Linked DNA regions of Rattus norvegicus: region 1 is linked to region 2. A link is a contact called in public Hi-C data. All regions are on one chromosome and are shown on one strand. Each heading gives the region's core, a stretch centred on a gene start, on an enhancer-like site or on the middle of the called end of the contact. The rest is flanking DNA. Distances are from core to core; before and after follow the strand shown. Region 1 overlaps Clnk (cytokine-dependent hematopoietic cell linker). Region 2 overlaps LOC108352769 (a long non-coding RNA gene).

What was found. A called contact is a pair of places that touch in the nucleus more often than the background predicts.
Region 1: a Hi-C map of Schwann cells shows a contact between it and region 2, with 5 times the contacts expected there. The contact joins two enhancer-like sites. A contact is called at or near these places in 3 of 12 Hi-C or Micro-C datasets (Schwann cells, frontal cortex and kidney) and 1 of 1 datasets of contacts at active chromatin or transcription factors (oligodendrocytes).

Annotation. Positions count from the first base shown.
Region 1 is chr14:76,216,083-76,219,356 of GRCr8, forward strand. The region is part of intron 3 of Clnk (cytokine-dependent hematopoietic cell linker); the gene reads left to right. Among named protein-coding and RNA genes, the nearest start is that of Clnk, 81 kb to the left of the region's middle. Within about 2 kb of position 1,964, at least 24 of the 93 cell types and tissues checked have an H3K27ac peak or open chromatin away from gene starts, as enhancers often do.
Region 2 is chr14:75,825,676-75,829,145 of GRCr8, forward strand. It overlaps LOC108352769 (a long non-coding RNA gene), which reads left to right. Exons shown (of 4, transcript XR_001841161.3): 3 at 583-743; 4 at 2,844-3,470. Among named protein-coding and RNA genes, the nearest start is that of Clnk, 310 kb to the right of the region's middle. Within about 2 kb of position 1,981, at least 41 of the 93 cell types and tissues checked have an H3K27ac peak or open chromatin away from gene starts, as enhancers often do.

The sequences.
Region 1 (3,274 bases), core at 714-3,213, 390 kb after region 2:
CCAGATGAGAGCATTCTGGACTTCAATAGTGTGGAGTATATGTGTATCAAAATAGTCACAGATGTGTTCAGTTGCTGGGTCCAAAAGAGGAAGATTCTGGAAACCCAACAGAGAAGTTCTTAAGAAACAGCAGGCTCATTTGTTCATTTATCAGATAGAAAGCTGATACAATTTCACCTTGCATAAATTCCATTAGTTTCCCAATACCATGGGATGGAAAACCCTCCCCAGTCTCCACTCTTCTAAAAATGTAGACCTTCCCCACTCCAAGGGAATCCAGGGAATTTGTGGAGATGTGTAAAGGAGACTACTACTATGTTTGGATACTCTTGTTAGCATTGCAGTGATAGGACACGGCCTGCAAAGCATTTCTTAGCCTACATCCTCATGGGATGCCTCGGATCCATGCCTCCTTGAGCATGCGCACAGGGCACTCATTCTCTTACCCATCTACTCACTCCTGCTCAGTCACCAATATGCCTGAGCTTATGGGCCAAGCTCTGGGCCCCAGATGAGGTGCCCATCTCCTTTCAGGGACCACTGTAGTTAGTCTGAGAATTCAACATGGGCTCTGTTCTAGTTGTATGGTAGAATTCAGTCAAACAAGTATGATGTATACATCCAGGCAATACAGGAGATTTTTGTAGTCACTTGGGAAATAAGAAAGGTACTTGCATCTATCCGTTATGCTCTCCCTCCCACAAGACCACTGGAAACCCTAGTTGGCCCCTTTCCAACCACCCTGTGTGTTCCTGGATTACCTTACTGAGACACAGCTTTTCACATCTTTCCCATGCCAGACTCTCTGCTGTACCTCTAGTTACACCAGCCTGAGCCCTCCAGGTTCTCTACCCTTAGAATATTCTGTGTGTGTCCAAACCTTAGGCCTATAGTTCCCCAGTGGGAACTTCCTTTTCTGAATGGGGTTCATCAGACTGGGTGTGGAGCATAGCATCTTTGGCTCCTGGGAGAACTAATCATGGATTTCCACAAATGAAAGGAAAGGAGTTGCTAACATCTCTAATACGCCACTTGACACAAGTGTTCTGTAAGAGTCCGAGGGTGGAGACAAAGACACTGGTCCTCAGGACAGTCTGTGTGAGTTCATTTTTGCAACATGCTCAATTCCCAAAGCAGACATTCAAATTAACAGGGGAAAGGACTGACCTCGGAAATGTGCGCCCTCTTTCACTTCTCTTTATATTTAAAATGAGTTTAGTAACTTCTAACCGCATCAGCTGTCTTTCAAAAAGCTACAGAATCTTATTCCGGAGTAACCTTCCAATTTTGTGAATAGCGGTTAAATAAGATGTCGACGTAAAACCAGTAGCTCTTGGGAGCTTGGGTGATGAAAAAGGATGATGATGTAAGATCACGTGAATCACTTCCCTCAGGGTTTGCTAGCAAATTCCAGGGGGCAATGAGTTATTAGTCTCTATTCCAGGACTGCAGCCCTGGAGACGTGGCTCCGTCCCATCTCTATGGGACCAGATAACACACCGTGTTCCCGTGGATCCGAAGGACACAGGAACACGCTGTCTGCATCCTCACATCCAGTGTGCCAAGCAGAAGGAGAGGTGGAGGAGGGGAGTGTTTGTTTTAGTATTCTTTAAAAATTAAAGCTCATTAAATGCATTCAATTATTTAAAAGAATTAAAAATTAAAAATAATTCCAGATTTAAAATTGATTTGTAATAAGCTTTCGTATCAGGGAGAAAAAAAAAAAACACAGACATGGGAGGGCAAATCTTGATCATCCTATAGTTTGTGAAGTTACCTGCTACAGTGATGACACCTGCCATACACACAGGAAGTTCAGAGGAAGGAAAACCTGCTTCCCTCAGGCCCAGATGTGGAGGGTAGCGGGGAAAATGAGAGCAGCCGATGCTACCGGTCTTGTGCTCTTTCCAGCTGCGGCCCATTTGCACGTGGCTATGTTATTGATGCTGTTGACAAAAGGAAGCCAGAGTATATCTTGTGATTCCCTGGCAAGGGGCAGCTTGCTAACATGCTGCCCTCGCTGGAGCCCAGGCAGAGCATATCAAATCCCCATGAAGTCAGCTAGCAACATCTTTCATTCGTCACCGTGGGCTGTCAGGCTGCAAAGAGCATTAACGCGGGAGCCTTTCCAGAGAGCTCGGCAGCTGCTAGTGTCAGGACGATGTCCACACTCCATCCAGACAAACCCACAGTTATCTAACCTCCTTCTTCTTCCGTCTCAGGCAACAGTGCCAGCCTCCCCACCCCCAACCCGTTTTTCCAGCTCTCTGGATCATAGCAGCAGGCTCAGCTGGAAGAACAGCCCCCTTCCCTGTTTTGCTCAGGCTTCCTCTGCTAATTCACATGCTCACATTGACGCACAGAGAGCCCCTAGGGTGCAGAATCCCCCGAGAACATGACATACGAATACCCAACTATCTCGTGGAGCCCCACCCAGAGAGAAGCAGATCAGCCACTTTCAGACAGCCTTGGCAATGAGGAGGAAGCTTCCAGATGCACAGCCTTCTGCAAGCTGTGTCGCCGCTCTAGGCTTGTGAACAACAAGGAACTCGGGGTGAAAATCTGACTCTGGCGAGAGTTTGTTGTGCCACTCCAGGCGGGTTAAGTTTTAGTTACATCTGCTGAGTGAGAGATAGAGATCCCATCGGCTAAAGCCTATGGCAGAAACCTGGCTCTCCTGCCTCTAAACAACACTCTCCCATCTCTGTGCATTACTATTACTTGGTATGACATAAAAACCCATAGCAGGGTTGGGGATTTAGCTCAGAGGTAGAGCACTTGCCTAGCAAGCACAAGGCCCTGGGTTCGATCCCCAGCTCCAAAAAAAAGAAAAGAAAAAAAAAAAACCCATAGCAGGAGATCAGCTCTCAAACACTTGGACTGTGCACACAGCTCCCTTAACGATGAGCATGCTGTAGCCTCTAAACCACCTACCTCTAAGACCTATCTTCTTGTAAAAACCAAAACACCGCACTCTCAAATGCTCCGTCCTCCTCCCGCCTGGCAGCCACCGTATCATTCTGTGTCATCAGAACAATGCTGGGTAGTCCTCGTCTCTTCACAGCACCTGGGCGGTAACACCGATGGCGTTCTGGACGTCATCAGTAAAAGTAGGGACCAGGTTGTTACATATCTGTAATCCCTGCACTTGGGAGGCTGAAACAGGAGGATTGTGTGGAGTTCAAAGCAAGACCAGGTGGGCCATAGAGAGACCTTGTCTCAAAAAAAAAAAAAAAATCTGTTAATTGATCAGTCCGTAAATCTAAAATTAAAA
Region 2 (3,470 bases), core at 731-3,230:
CTTTCACTCCTCCATATGACCAGCTTCACGCACTGCCCTCTCCTTGCCCACTGCCCCCTGCATCTACACTCATCTTTATTGTCACCTCCTTCCAAAGGTCACTTTCTCCAAGATGCTCCTTGCCCACAAAGCTAAAGGTTTTTCTTCACTCTTACTTCCCATTTTCCTGTCTTTGTCTTCCTATATATTCCTTTATATAATCCATATCTATATCCGTATCTATACTATACCTGAACATAATTACATATGTAGAATGCATTTGTTTTCAGATATACTCTGTAAGTTTGATGAAAATGAGACTTCATGTTCTATTCATATATCTTCCACTACAGGGAAGCCTAGTAATAGCCTTTATTCTAGTAATAGCCTAGAATAAAGATTGTGGTTTCAAAATTCCCTAAACATTTTCCATGTGTATGTGTCACCTCAAGTTAGTGCTTTGAGGAGAAAGCTGCTGATTCTGGTCTTGGCAGATGGGGAAAGAAGGAAGCCACCATCCTTATCCTTTTCAGTGTTCTCAATCCACTGGTCCACAGCACATGAGTCTTAGTTTCACCTCTCCTTTTGGATTGTCCACCATAGGTCTAATGAGGAAGGACTCCACTTTGACACTGACATGACTAACTAGAGGATGTCTACCTTAGCTCCCTGTGAATAGATCTACCCTTCAGTTCATGTTTTACACCAAGCCCATGGAATTACAGATGAAGAATGACAAGCTGGGTGATGGCACCACAGAGCATGTGAGACTTGGAGGGTTTGATGCACTCATAGATGTGCAGGGGCTTTGGAGGAGTGGGATACGAACCTACAGGCTCCTTTCATGTCTCCCAAGCCAGCACCCTAGCACCTACCCATGAGGCTAAGCTCTTAGATACCTGTTGCCAAGCAGGATGACCTGGCATTCTTCCATGACCTGCAGAATTCTGCTTGACGTTTTTAGGAAGTGATTCCTCTCTCATATATGAGAGACACCATTCCAAACAGCATATTAGTGATGTGGCATTCAGCCCAGTCTCTGCCAGCCACAGGTTACTCCTTAACACTTGAATGTGGCTAGTTTTAATCTAGCTATGCTATTAGGTATAAAATAAACACTATATTTTAAATCCCACGTAAAAAATATATCTTAAATATCCCATTGTTAAATTGATTCCAAACAGGAAGGTCATATATTTTGAATGTTTTGAGAACATGAAACACACTGTTAAATTATCTTTGCCTTCTTATTAATTTATAGGTTCAGCTATTGGGGTGTTTAAAATTGCATAAATAGCTGGAATTTGTAGCTTGTACTGTTCTTCCACCTGTTGGCACTGTGACAGGGCAGTCATTCTCCTTCAGTGACCTCAAGAAGAGTACGGCTTTCTGTGTTACATCATGAATGATTGCTCCACCTTCCCTCCATGACCCTGTCTGTCCTCCACAGCTTCCATGCATGCTTTGTAATAGCCACCACTCCAGGCTCAGGGTACAGTTGACTTGAGGACTGTCAGCTGTACAATGGAAAACATTTCCCTTTAGTCATGTGACACACTGAGTCCTTTAAGAAACCCTCAGGCAGTTTCTCCATCTTAATCATGAATAGTCTGGTTTTCTGTATAAAATAATAAGTTGCTTGTAAATCACAGATTCTAAAATCTCAAAAGCCTTTTTATGGATCTTAATATTCTTATTTTCCTTATTGTGCTCATTTGTTATTTAATTGTTGCTATCGTGAAATATCAGGAGGAGTAGACATAAAGTCTATCAAGAAGAACAGGAATAAAATCCAAATACATTAATGATCTGGGAAATTCTAATATTTCATGCAGCCTTGCCTGAAAAGAAAACATTAACTGTTAATTAGCAGCTCCAAGCTCCCACAAAGGAGAACTGTCTTTCCACACTGGAAACACAGTTGTTCTTTACACTAATGTCTGTGTGGCCTTTTCTACAAAGGGGCTCATTGAGGATAGTAATTTATTCATCTCGCATGTCCCTTGGGTCAGGCTGATGCAGCCTTTGGTGTCTGCTTCTAGCCAGTGTTTGAGTGGGGCTGTCATGCAGGAGTGTGGCGTTGCAAGCCTTCCCTTGTTTCCCATCTCAGAGATCCAGGGAGCTGAAGCAGCTGGTAAAATTGGTACCTGTGCAACTTCATTTGAGGAGGGCAGAGACTCTTGTGTGTGGCTTTCTGAGTTTTTTAGGCACTCATATGAGATTCTAGGGAACACAAAGCATAACCAGGAAGACAGAACAAGAAAATGCATCTTCAGCCCTGTTAGAGCAACAGTTCTATATCTTCTCTTTAACAATTGCAGGCTAGGATAGAGTTCTTCCTTAGCATGCCCAAGAGCCTGGCTTCCATTCTTGCCACTGCAGAAAAAAATATCTCACAGGTCTCTGCTTCTTCACATGTATGGCAGGGATAATAAACTTTGGAAGATGTGCCAAAAGGACAATGTACTATTTTAAGTGAAGAGAGTAAACCAAAGCAAAGCCGTCTTGCATCAGGCCCTCTGGAGCACAGGGACAAAGAGCTGAGGTTAAGAAATTGACCTGAGAGATAAAAGCAGAAAACAGTTATGTGGTTATCAGAAGTTGGACTGTGTCCTCCCCCAAATGCATATCCTAGTTCCTTGGAATGTCACTGGATCTAGATAGAGATGGAGTCTTTCGAGGGTGATTATGATAGGGTTATTTGTCTGGTCCAGGTAGCCTGGAGCTATTAAAAAGAGAAGGACACTTATTAGGACCCAAGAAAGTATTCAGGAAATGTCATTCATTTGTCAAGAACAGCAATTTGAGAAGGAATTAAAACTTGGATTGTGAAATAATTATTTTCTGTTGATTGACTCCCCCAGCTTCTGGTACCTTGTCGGGTTTCCTGTCAAACTGGCATGGGAGTAAGAAAGTGACAAGAATGGGAGAAGACCACACAGGTACATCCATCAGCAGGTCTGAAGTCACACTGTGGACTCCTAGACATAAGACATGATGTCATTCCCAAGGATGGGGAATCTGGGGTTTTCACCCACCAGCTCCCATACAGTATTGGCTACAGATGAAAGCCAGGGCAATAGACCTTGATCTTCTCCCTAGTAGGCTGGTGGGTCCTGAAGTCAGAGAATCTCATACTACAGCAATCGCCATCCTTCAGATCAAAGGGTAAGTGAGTACCCAAGGGTGCAGGCTCTATACTTGAGACATCTGACACCAAGATGCTCCACCTATGATGGTTACTCAAAAGTGAAGGCAGCCGACTAACCGCATATGCAGGTAATAGCCCTGTCCTACACCCTGAGATTATCTAAGTGATGGACATATCAAACTCGTATCATACTTTAACTTGGAGCATGGTAGATAAAAGTTATGTTAAAATATACAAAGGAAAGCAAGTGGGATAATGAGGCCAGCTGGGCACCGGGTCATAGCCATGTGCAGGGGCAAAAGACCAGACTGAAAACCCTATCAGATAGTTTTTCACACTG